Linked DNA regions of Mus musculus: region 1 is linked to region 2. A link is a contact called in public HiChIP or PLAC-seq data. All regions are on one chromosome and are shown on one strand. Each heading gives the region's core, a stretch centred on a gene start, on an enhancer-like site or on the middle of the called end of the contact. The rest is flanking DNA. Distances are from core to core; before and after follow the strand shown. Region 1 overlaps Fam110b (family with sequence similarity 110, member B). Region 2 holds the start of Fam110b (family with sequence similarity 110, member B).

Region 1 (4,959 bases), core at 173-2,672, 50 kb before region 2:
TATCAGCCCGAATAGATTAGATATTCATTTTTTTCTTTTAAAAGTATGGGTGGGTATTATTTTTCAGCATGGACATGTGTGCACCACATGGATGTAGAGATTTCAGAGACCAGAAAAGGGCATTAGATCCTTTAGAACCGGACTTACAGATGACTGTCAGCCACTCTGTGTGCTAAGGATTGAACTTAGGTCCTCTGGCAGAGTAGCCAGTGTCCTTAACCACCAAGCAATCTTCCCAGCCTCAAATTAGATATACTTTTTAAAAGTGTGTCAGTCCCCTATTTGGTGCTATAATCTGAATAGTTTCCTTACAAAACTACTCCTTGGTTTACATTACATACGGTATGGTTTTGACACACATCCAGAAAGAAGTACTTGAATTTTAAACAAAATTTGAACTCATGCAATCAATAAATGGACATGACGATAGGATGTAAGTTGGATCTGAGTGGTTTTAGGGCAAAGGGTAAAATGTGTATGTGTCATAGAAAGGCATCACATATAGAACTGTTTGCAGAAACATTTAAGTGTCCTACCTATTAAGCATGTGGAGACTGCTTCCACACTGATGGACAGATTACCTCTTCTACTTTGTGAGCATTTACTGAATTCCCTAAGTAGTCAAGGATGACCTTGAACCCCTGATCCCCTGCCTCCACCTTCAAAGAGCTGAGATTACATGTGTGTGCCATTTATCAGTTAATATTCTGAGAAAAGATACAGTAGCAAAGAAAACTGTGACGATGCTATCAGGGATAGACTCCCAGCACAGCATTCTGATTTCTATTGGCAGATCACATTCTTGAATGTAGGCTCTGCTGCCATGTCACAGACTCCAGACCACACTTCCTAGGTGCGACATTCTTACTGAACAGACCTGCAACACACTATCTTGCCAATTAGTGTCACTCTACTAATTCTTAAAGTAATTAACAGACTACTAAGCTTTGACTTTTAACTAATTAAATCACGTTAAAGAGTTTTAATTTTAGCTAGATAAGTCACTATTGTCAAAAACAAAGTAGAATAAAATCTACATCACCAGTTTACACAGAACATGTTTGTTTACCCGATGAATAGATGGCGGGTTCCATCTCCATCAATGCATAAAGTCTTCTGACAGCTCCAGGATATTAGCCACAACCAGCATTTTGTTACAGTGTCCATGAGTCCCTAGAACAGGAGTCACATAGCTAGAAAGGCCCCTGAAGATAGGAAGTGTGAGCTAGCAGGGTTAGGACAGCTAGGTATAGGTAACTATGTGATATGAAAGGGAACATGGGAAAATCAGAGAGGGTTTTAATTACAGAAATGTAACCTCCCCCAAGCCTGAAGCTGGCAGAGCCAAGGCCTTGACTTTGCTGCCACTAAGGAGATTAACTAGGGTGGAGCCTGTCTTCCTGGATCACTCTATTGTTCAGCCACTGTCACTGTTGCTCTTCAAGATTCTGCTACCTGCTGGGTGGCCGCCCAGCTATTCCTGAGACCACACCCTATCCTGCATGTGGTCACCTGCAACTGGGCTCCAAGGATGAATTGGCAGGAATGGGCCTCCCCCTCCTTTATAAGCACATTTGCCATTAAACATTTGAGCCTTGAACAGAACCTTGTCTTGGCTCCATTTCTCTCTCGTCCGCCTAGTTCCCCTCTCTTTCCAGCCCCAGTTTGCCTCCCAGGTGTAACCCAGTTCATGTTAGCCGCGGCCTGGTTTCCAACAGTTTGGAGTCCAAACGTGGGACCTGAGGAATGGCAGAAAAACGCTGGAGGAACGCTGCTTGGTAATGGAGCTCCACGGAAAGGAAAGAATCAGAGAATTTGTATGGGGCACGGTGAAGCAACAGGTAAAGTGTTGCTGTAAGTGCAGAAGATACGGGCTAAGGTTGGAATCGGTGCTAACCCAACGTTGCATTCACTTAGGTTGGCAGTGATTTATCAGAACTAGGAACGGATCAGGCAGTTGTCCACAGTTTAAAAAACAAAAACAAAAAACAAAAAAACAACTGCTTTAAGCAAGAAGAAAAAGGGTTTAAATTAAATAATCAGGCAGATGTCCGCAGACAGGAGTTGCATCAGGCGGCAGAAACAGGGTTTGTAATAATAAAATAATATAGAGGAAAATGGATTTTGAAACTCTCCCAGAGGCAGAGAGAAATGTCAGGGGACGCCCTGTCTTTTTCTCTCTAGTCCCTACAGCAGAAGTTCTCTGCCCTCTTTGTGTTGTCTAACATCTAGTGTCTGGTGCACCTCGTGTCGATCCATGTGTGTTTTGTCTCGTCTGAATGACTGAATGTTCTGTGTTTCATGTTGGAAAATTAAGATGGCTAAAACTTTATCTGCTAGCTCAGCAAGAGAGTGGCCACATGCTTTAGCCAGGATCAGGCACAGCAGGAGGGCTTCTGCTGGAAAAACAGTTTTTTTTGAGAAAAGGAGTTTGCAACCTCTTAGTTTTAAGACAAATAGGCTGGTAGTTGTTCCTTCCTAAGAAAATTCTCTGCAATCTTGATTATTGCATTTAGCTAGTGACAAGGTCTTATAATTATAGCTAGAAAAGTTGAAATTCTTTGATTGGTCTAAATTTATTAGACTCATGTAGCCTCTTCATTTGGCTTTTTACTGGTCTTAGAGGTGTAATATGCTCTGCGAGTCTTCATCACAAGAGTATTAGCTTATAAGTTATTGGGTATGATCAAAAAGGTGTAACACTGGTTACTAGAAAGTTAGCTTTAAATTGGTAACTCAGGTTTGGAGTCCTTCAAACACGTGGCATAAGGCAGGCCAAAAGGCTGGGCCTCTAAGGATACTTCTAGTTGAGATAATATTTAATGTGATTCTTATCCTAGAAAGTAGAATTAAAGATAAGATTTAAAGCAATGTCTCTTTAATGAAGCATTGAAACTTGCAGTGTCATGCAGTCATAGGTATAAATTGGCAGCCAAATTTCTCAACGTGATAGTGAAGTTTTGATGTTGATCCTAAAGTGATAAATTGTTTTTAAATTGGGTTTTGCTTTCCCAAGGTTGTAGTTATAGTCTAATATTGCAAAAGAAACTTCATAATTCCGAAATCTGTCCTCACGGCAAGAGGAACTAAGCTCAGAGCAGCCTCTACGGGGGTGTAACCCAGTTCATGTTAGCCGCAGCCCGGTTTCCATCAAAAAGGGAAGGAAGGAGAACAATAAGAGATAGGAGGAGAAGGAGGGAAAAATAACAATAAGGATGTCTAAAAAAGTCATGAAGAATTATGTTTTTATTTACCCAAAATTGCATATATTACATATAAGCATCTGTGTGCACATATACATTAATAGTTTAAATGAAATTATCCTACTTGAGCTGATAATGGTCCCACCAAGAATCATTGACTCTAACAAAATCATCAATACCAGGCATAAGAAACCCGTTGAAGATGTTAGTTGGGGGAGTCCAAGAATCCCTCAAAACAATCTAGGCTGTTGCTGTTGACTTACGTTGCCTCTATGACGTTGAAAGTGAGTCTCTATTGAAGCAGACACACATACTTTGGACACAGGACTCAGAAGACTCAAGTTGAACCTTAATTTAAAGCCTTCTTTCTGAGGATGAGCTTCCACAGTCCTGCAGGTATGAAACCTGCCAAGGGAGGAAAGCAATTGTTCTACCCAGCTGCAGCACCTATGAACCACAAGAGTAACCAGAATTGGCCGAGAATCATAAGAGGGCAATGGTGACTCAAATCTTGGTGGTAACAATCAGATCTCTAATTGAATTTAAAAGACTCACTCAACAGGAGGGGATTCATATTTGCTACAAAAAACCCAGCCAAATACCCAAGGCTAATAAGGCCACAAATCTTAGAGGAGAACCCGAAACCACCACTTAATTAACCAGAAATATTTCTTTCTCTCTCTCTCTTTTTTAAGGCAGGGTTTCTCTGTGTAACCCTGGCTGTCCTGGAACTCACTTTGCAGACCAGGCTGGCCTCGAACTCAGAAATCCACCTGCCTCTAACTCCCAAGTGCTGGGATTAAAGGTGTGCGCCACCACCGCCCAGCCAGAAATATTTCTAACTCCATTCTAAATATTTATCCTTGTATCCACAGATGAGTGTAGCTCTCACATTCATCAAAAAACTTCTATTTGCAACAGAGACTAAAAGAGAAAACAAAAACTGGTCAAAATACAGAGATCAGGTGCTCCTCGGATGCCAAGTCCCAATGGACATATCTACTATACAATTCCTGCACCTAATGTTCAGAGATCATGACAGAATTGGGGAGGGGTTGAGGAGAAAGACAATAAGAGCCAGAGAAAATCTGTTGTGAGGTTGTGTCTCCTAGAAATGGCAGGGAAGTGTTAGCTATGATACCTCAACAATAATATAGAGGCCTAAACAAAACTGGAACCAATAGGAGCAATATAAATGCTATTGTGGAAGAGGGAACGCTCACTGGGCAAAGACAACGAACTACAGGCAATTAAGAAATGCTGAGAGCATTATAGTCTTCTCCAAGGATAAGCCCTTAACTAGTTATCCAGTACCCAGTGGATAGTCATGAGATACACACACACACACACACACACTCAACACTAAATGATTCAGCAGGTATTATTTATTATACGAGTGCGTGCACTTGAGATGCAATTAGCGAAAAAACATGAATTGGAGAGAAAGCAAACAAGAGACATTGGATTCGACAGAGTGAGGAAGGTAATAGGAAAAAAATGATGCAATTATAATTTAGTTTAAATTTTGTAATGGCTAAAGGTCTTCAAAAAAAATTAATCAGTGATTATTTCTAAACAGCAGTGAAGGTACCTAATAGAGAAGAAAGTTTTGAGGAGCTTTCCAACAATGGCCAAATCCTTACTAGGCAAGGCTTCATCTGGAAGGCATAGTCCAGAAACCCAAGGACACCAACACCTGTTGGAGCACAAGGACTGCTGAGTGCACAGCTGCTGCTAGCACTTGAGCTGGCTCTTC
Region 2 (4,965 bases), core at 630-3,129:
CAGAGATTTTCCTTCTGGTTAAGCCCTTCATGGACAACCAAGTCTTATTACAAAACTCGCCAGGCCATGATTGAATTCAGACTCATAGACCAGACAAATACCAAATTCCCCATTCCCAGCCATTGAGGATACACAGAGCCAGCAGCTTGTCAGTCTCCCGCAAACAACCCAACCTCAATTCTGATCTAAAATTAAATCACTGACTCAAAATAGATCATGCTTTGAAAGATCTGGGATAAAAACAAACAAAGGACCCACCCCACCCCCACCCCCCCAAACAGCAAAAACATAGGTTGAAAATAAAAACAAAAATAAAAAATCTAACATTTCTCTAGAACCATCTTCCATGCCCTATGGTAAGGCCTTTGCAGATTTTCAGGTTCAAAAGGTAATGCTGTCCCTGTGTTCAATTCGTGATTTTTAAGTGACTAATGAAGAGATGTCACAGATTATATGTAATGGGGTAAATCAATGGCACGTTACCATCAACATGCCTGCCCTTATCTTAAAATAACTGCTTAATAAATGCTTCATTTGAATGACCAGGTCTCAATACCACAAAGTGAATACAAATACAACAGTAATAATAATGATGATAATAATAACAACAATAATAAACGATGCTAATAATAACATCAACAGCACAGGTGCTTTCGCATGACTTAGATGGTGGAAGCTAAATAACTCTTTCACACCAAGAGAGGAAATGAAAATGGAAGTCATATTATTCATACAGAAAAAAATGCTGATTCTGCTATCATATTCCTCTCTGCAAAAATAGACTCGGCAGTCCTCACAAGCCAGCCATGCACTGTTGTCACAGATGTGCGCCAGATTTGCACAGGACATAACTTGGCTGTGGGGGGAAACCTGAATCTTAGGCAAGAAAGAATGCCTGTTCTTTCTTGGAAGAGAATGTGGTGACTGTCAATAAATCTGAATAGCAACTTTAAAGGGTCAAAAAAGCTGGGAGTCCGGTGGTTTTATTCCCACTTTGGGAAGTAATAAGGCAAAGTTATCCCCTCTTCCTTCTTTGCTGGCCACCACGGAAAGACTTGTCACCATCAGGCTCCTTGCTATAACAAAAGGAGGGCAGCACAGACACCAGCTTCTCACAGCCTAGCATTGTCGCCAAGTTCTGAGCACCGCTAAGTGACAGGGGCACGAGTGAGCCAGGACCAATTTTATTCTATTTCCAACCCTCATGCTTTCAAAGAAAACAGACAACCGAGCTGTGGGAGGACTGGAGGGAGGAGGCGGTGGGGGCAAACAAACTTTCAGAGCCCCGGGATCTGCATTCCCGCAGGAACTGACAGCACAGTGACGCGCCCACGGGATGACCTGGGTGGGGATGCAGCACGGAGTGGGGCTGGGGGCCGCCGCGTCCTCGCCCACCTTCTCCCCAGCAGTCAGCGCTCCTTCCGAGCCTGGGCCTCATCCCCGGCCCGGGGCGTGCAGCCGAGCGCAGGGCGGACAGCGGGCCAGGCTCCTCGGTGCCCAGGCCCGGCCGGAGCGGGACCCTGAGAGGTACTCCCCACCCGCCAGCGCCCCCGTTTACCTTGGCCGCACTCCGGCCCCTGCAAGGCGGCCAGGCCAGGCACCAGGCTCGGGAGACCGCGAGGAGGAGCTTGGGCCCGGCGATGCACTGCAGGCCGGGATGAAGTGGCCGCCGGGTCCTCGCCGCCGGCTCGGAATGGACCGGGTTAGCCGAACCGGCCCGGATCGGGCGGCAACGGAGGGCTGAGCTGACCGGGGCCGCGTTTGCTCCTCCGCACCGAAGGGGCGGGCTCAGGCAGGCTCCGCAGGAGAGCGAGGGAGGGAACTTGGAGCCAGTTGCTGCGGCCCAGAGCGCGTGTCTCTGCGCAGCCGGCACGCCCCCAGAGCGCCCCGCCCCCAGCCTACCTTCCCGCCCCACCCCCTCCGCACCCGCACTCTTCCTCCTTCTCCTCCACCCCGCCCACCTGCGCCTTGGCCCCACCCCCATCAGCCCCACGCCCACCCTGTGCCCTACTCCCCCACTGCTCCTAAGCCTTGATGCTCTGGGATGTGACTCTTCCACCCCAGGACAGTGCACATCAGGCTGTGCTGGTTCCTAGAACATGTGGGCAGATGTGATGAGCTTTTCTGATAGCCCCTTCTTGAAGATCTTGCCAAGTCTCCTACCTCACATGTGGTTAGTAATAGGGTTTTCTCCGTGGGCAGGAAGCATTTTAGAAAGACTAAGTATGTTCTAAATGAGTTTTGCTAGTGGGAAGTCTAAAAATTAAAATGCACGTATATCAAAATAACCGAATTTAAAGGAGATTAGGGGAATCACAATATATATTCCTTGCCCCTCCCCCCCAAAAAAAATCTATCAAGCAAAATTTCTCTATTTTTAACCCTTAGTACTATGAAATGTAATGGCATTTGTATGAGTTTTGCGGAAAGGCCATCTATACATATTTAAATTATGCAACTTTTGATTCCCTGTAGTTCAGAAATTATCAACTAAAAATCAGATAGCTACAACAAATCTCTGGCTATTTGCAAGAGTATTGTGTTAGCATGTGATGTAATGCTGGGCTTTGAGTGAAGGTTGGCATGCAAACAGGGTCCTTGTCAGCCTCTATGCCTACTCCAAAATCCCTGTCGGTGGACTGAAGCTATTTGTCATCATTATTATAGCAAACGCAGCCAGTTTCCAGCCCAAACAGACCCCACCTCTGCACTTGCTTGTTCCATTCCTTCTTTTAAGCCTTGCCACTTCCCCACTGTGTGTGACTGAGATGCAAACTTCCATTTGAGTGTCCCGGACAGCCAAGTAAAGAATATCTTTACTCTGGAAATAGAGATGGGAGGAAGGAGGTCATGACCTACGCAGGAAGTATCAAGGTTCTTTCTCCTAAATATGTCCTGTAAGCCTGCAGCAGCAGAGTGTGCCCCACCAGAGAACAAAGGCAAGCCAGAAGGAAACCTTCACTAGCAGGGGAGCCAGGAAAACTCATGTCTCAACTAACGAATCTGCAAAGTGAACTGCACAGCATCAGCAAAGTGAACTGCACAGCATCAGCATGGGGCTTCAGAGGACATGTCCCGCTGAACTGCCTTCTTGCTCTTTCAGTTTTCCAATGGGCTCCGGTTCAAAATGTTGACTTATAAAATCATAAAAGATTACCCTGGGCTTTGGAAATCAGAAACACAACCAGTAGCTTCTAGCTTTTGTGTTGATCAAACCACGTAATTTCTTGATAATGAAGTACAGGTCAAGAAGTCACTTAAGGCCTTTATTTCAGGGCAAAGGCAAGTGTATCTCTGTGAATTTGAGGCCGGCCTGGTCTATGGAGTGAGTTCCAGAACAAGCAGGGCTACACAGAGAAACCCTGTCTCAAAACAAAACAAAACAACAACAACAAAACCCTGGGTTTTAATGGTATTAAAGGATCTCATTGAGGGTGTTACTTTTCAATATAAAATCATATTATACTCCAAACCCAATAAGAGATGTGTTCACAGAACAAGAGTAAAACAATAGTGTCTAAACCAGAATCTCCTAGTACATTTTCTGTCTTAGCTGTTAGTACAATAAGTGTACTTTTACAACTCCCCATTGTCTGCTAATCTAGGATCAGTCTTTTCAAGACAAAATCTGAAGGGCTACCGTAGTCTTCTGGAAATTCACCACACTAATGTTTTTTGGTTTTTGTTTTAGTTTTTTTTTTTTTAATTAGAATTTTCCTGTGCTTAGAGTATTGTTCCAAAGAAATGGGCCATTGGCCTGTGCATGGAATTCATTTGTCTCACAAAGATTTTTGTCTCAGAAAGTATATAACAATGTTTGATTGGTTCTGAAACAAGCATCTGTAGATAGAGTTTTTCAGTATTAGCCACAGTCTCTGATTGCTTGACTTATTTCGTTGGGAGAACGATATGATATCTACAAGAGAGGAGACAGAGAGCTCAGCGGTGCTATTGACGCAGGGAAGAACCTAGTCTTTCTGTCACTGGTGACATTTCAGGAATATACAAACCTGTGAACTGAAGAGCAATCTACTGTAAAGAGATGTGCTGCCAACTGGAGAGACAAGGAAGAAATCATGGCTCAGCAGCTTGGAAGCAATGGGAAGGAAAAGATCCTTGGTATCCAGGCGCAGACTCCAGCAGCATCTGGACAAATGTTGATGATACTCCAGGGAGAATCTCACCAAAGGGGAAGAGTTCCCCAGCACCCTCAGCCAGGGTTTCAGTACAGTCTATTTCTTTGTTCTCTTTTAGTTAGGTCAGGGTCACACAGGTCCACTTGTCCAGAACTCCCCCAAAAAAATCACAGCATAATAGAGTGCTTTCTGGCAGGGTGCAGAGTTATCCGGAGAGCTCCCCATAGCATGGCGTCTCCAGAATGGGGAGCAGGAGACAAGCATGAGGACTTTTTGTTTTTGTTGTTAACTCCTCCCAAGAGTTTCTGATGGTTGTTAAAGGTTAACTTGTGCTCTTCATTCTACGGGGAAATCCTTGAGAGATCCTCATCCAAACGTCTATGGGTTTGAGTTGTATATAAAGTTAAAGTAATTGGTTGAACAAACTCCATTTGTCTTTTCCCTTCAACAATCAATCTGAAGGTATAGAAAAAGCAGGGAGGACTGTGCTTCAGGGGCGGGGGGATGGGTTAGAAACAGTAGGCAGCAAGAGAAAGGGCAGCGCTGGTGAGAGAGAGAGAAAGGCCTTGTCAGTTGTTGCACTGTGGTCAGTTTTCCATCAGTAACAGCCTGGGTTTATCTATTGCCGCTGGTCTCATAGTTTACCTTGCGCTCCTGCACAAGCTCAGGGTGCTGATGGGTGCTCATAGACAACAACCAGGACCTACCTCGCTAAACTCCAGTAGCTTCCGAGATACTTAGTCTCTTAGGGCAGTTGCATGCTTCATTTTTAGTTAACACGGGCCACTAACCATAAATATTATGATGAACATTCCATGAAGATATTGAG

The links. HiChIP or PLAC-seq counts read pairs in DNA pulled down with a chosen protein or histone mark.
Region 1: an H3K27ac HiChIP or PLAC-seq map of embryonic stem cells shows a contact between it and region 2, with 68 read pairs. The contact joins the enhancer-like site here to the promoter of Fam110b in region 2. A contact is called at or near these places in 1 of 39 promoter capture datasets (the 3T3-L1 cell line), 10 of 484 Hi-C or Micro-C datasets (embryonic stem cells, liver, macrophages and 2 more), 6 of 115 datasets of contacts at active chromatin or transcription factors (bone marrow-derived macrophages, embryonic stem cells and stem cell-derived neural progenitor cells) and 1 of 9 other capture datasets (adipose tissue).

The regions. Positions count from the first base shown.
Region 1 is chr4:5,690,579-5,695,537 of GRCm38.p6, reverse strand. The region is part of intron 1 of Fam110b (family with sequence similarity 110, member B); the gene reads right to left. Among named protein-coding and RNA genes, the nearest start is that of Gm24337, 5.3 kb to the right of the region's middle. Within about 2 kb of position 1,422, at least 9 of the 459 cell types and tissues checked have an H3K27ac peak or open chromatin away from gene starts, as enhancers often do. A contact at or near this core is called in embryonic stem cells, where this site is marked.
Region 2 is chr4:5,641,004-5,645,968 of GRCm38.p6, reverse strand. Fam110b (family with sequence similarity 110, member B) reads right to left here and starts at 1,879. Exons shown (of 3, transcript NM_173426.3): 1 at 1,559-1,879. 4930423M02Rik (RIKEN cDNA 4930423M02 gene) reads right to left here. Exons shown (of 5, transcript NR_038183.1): 4 at 4,011-4,679; 5 at 3,685-3,916.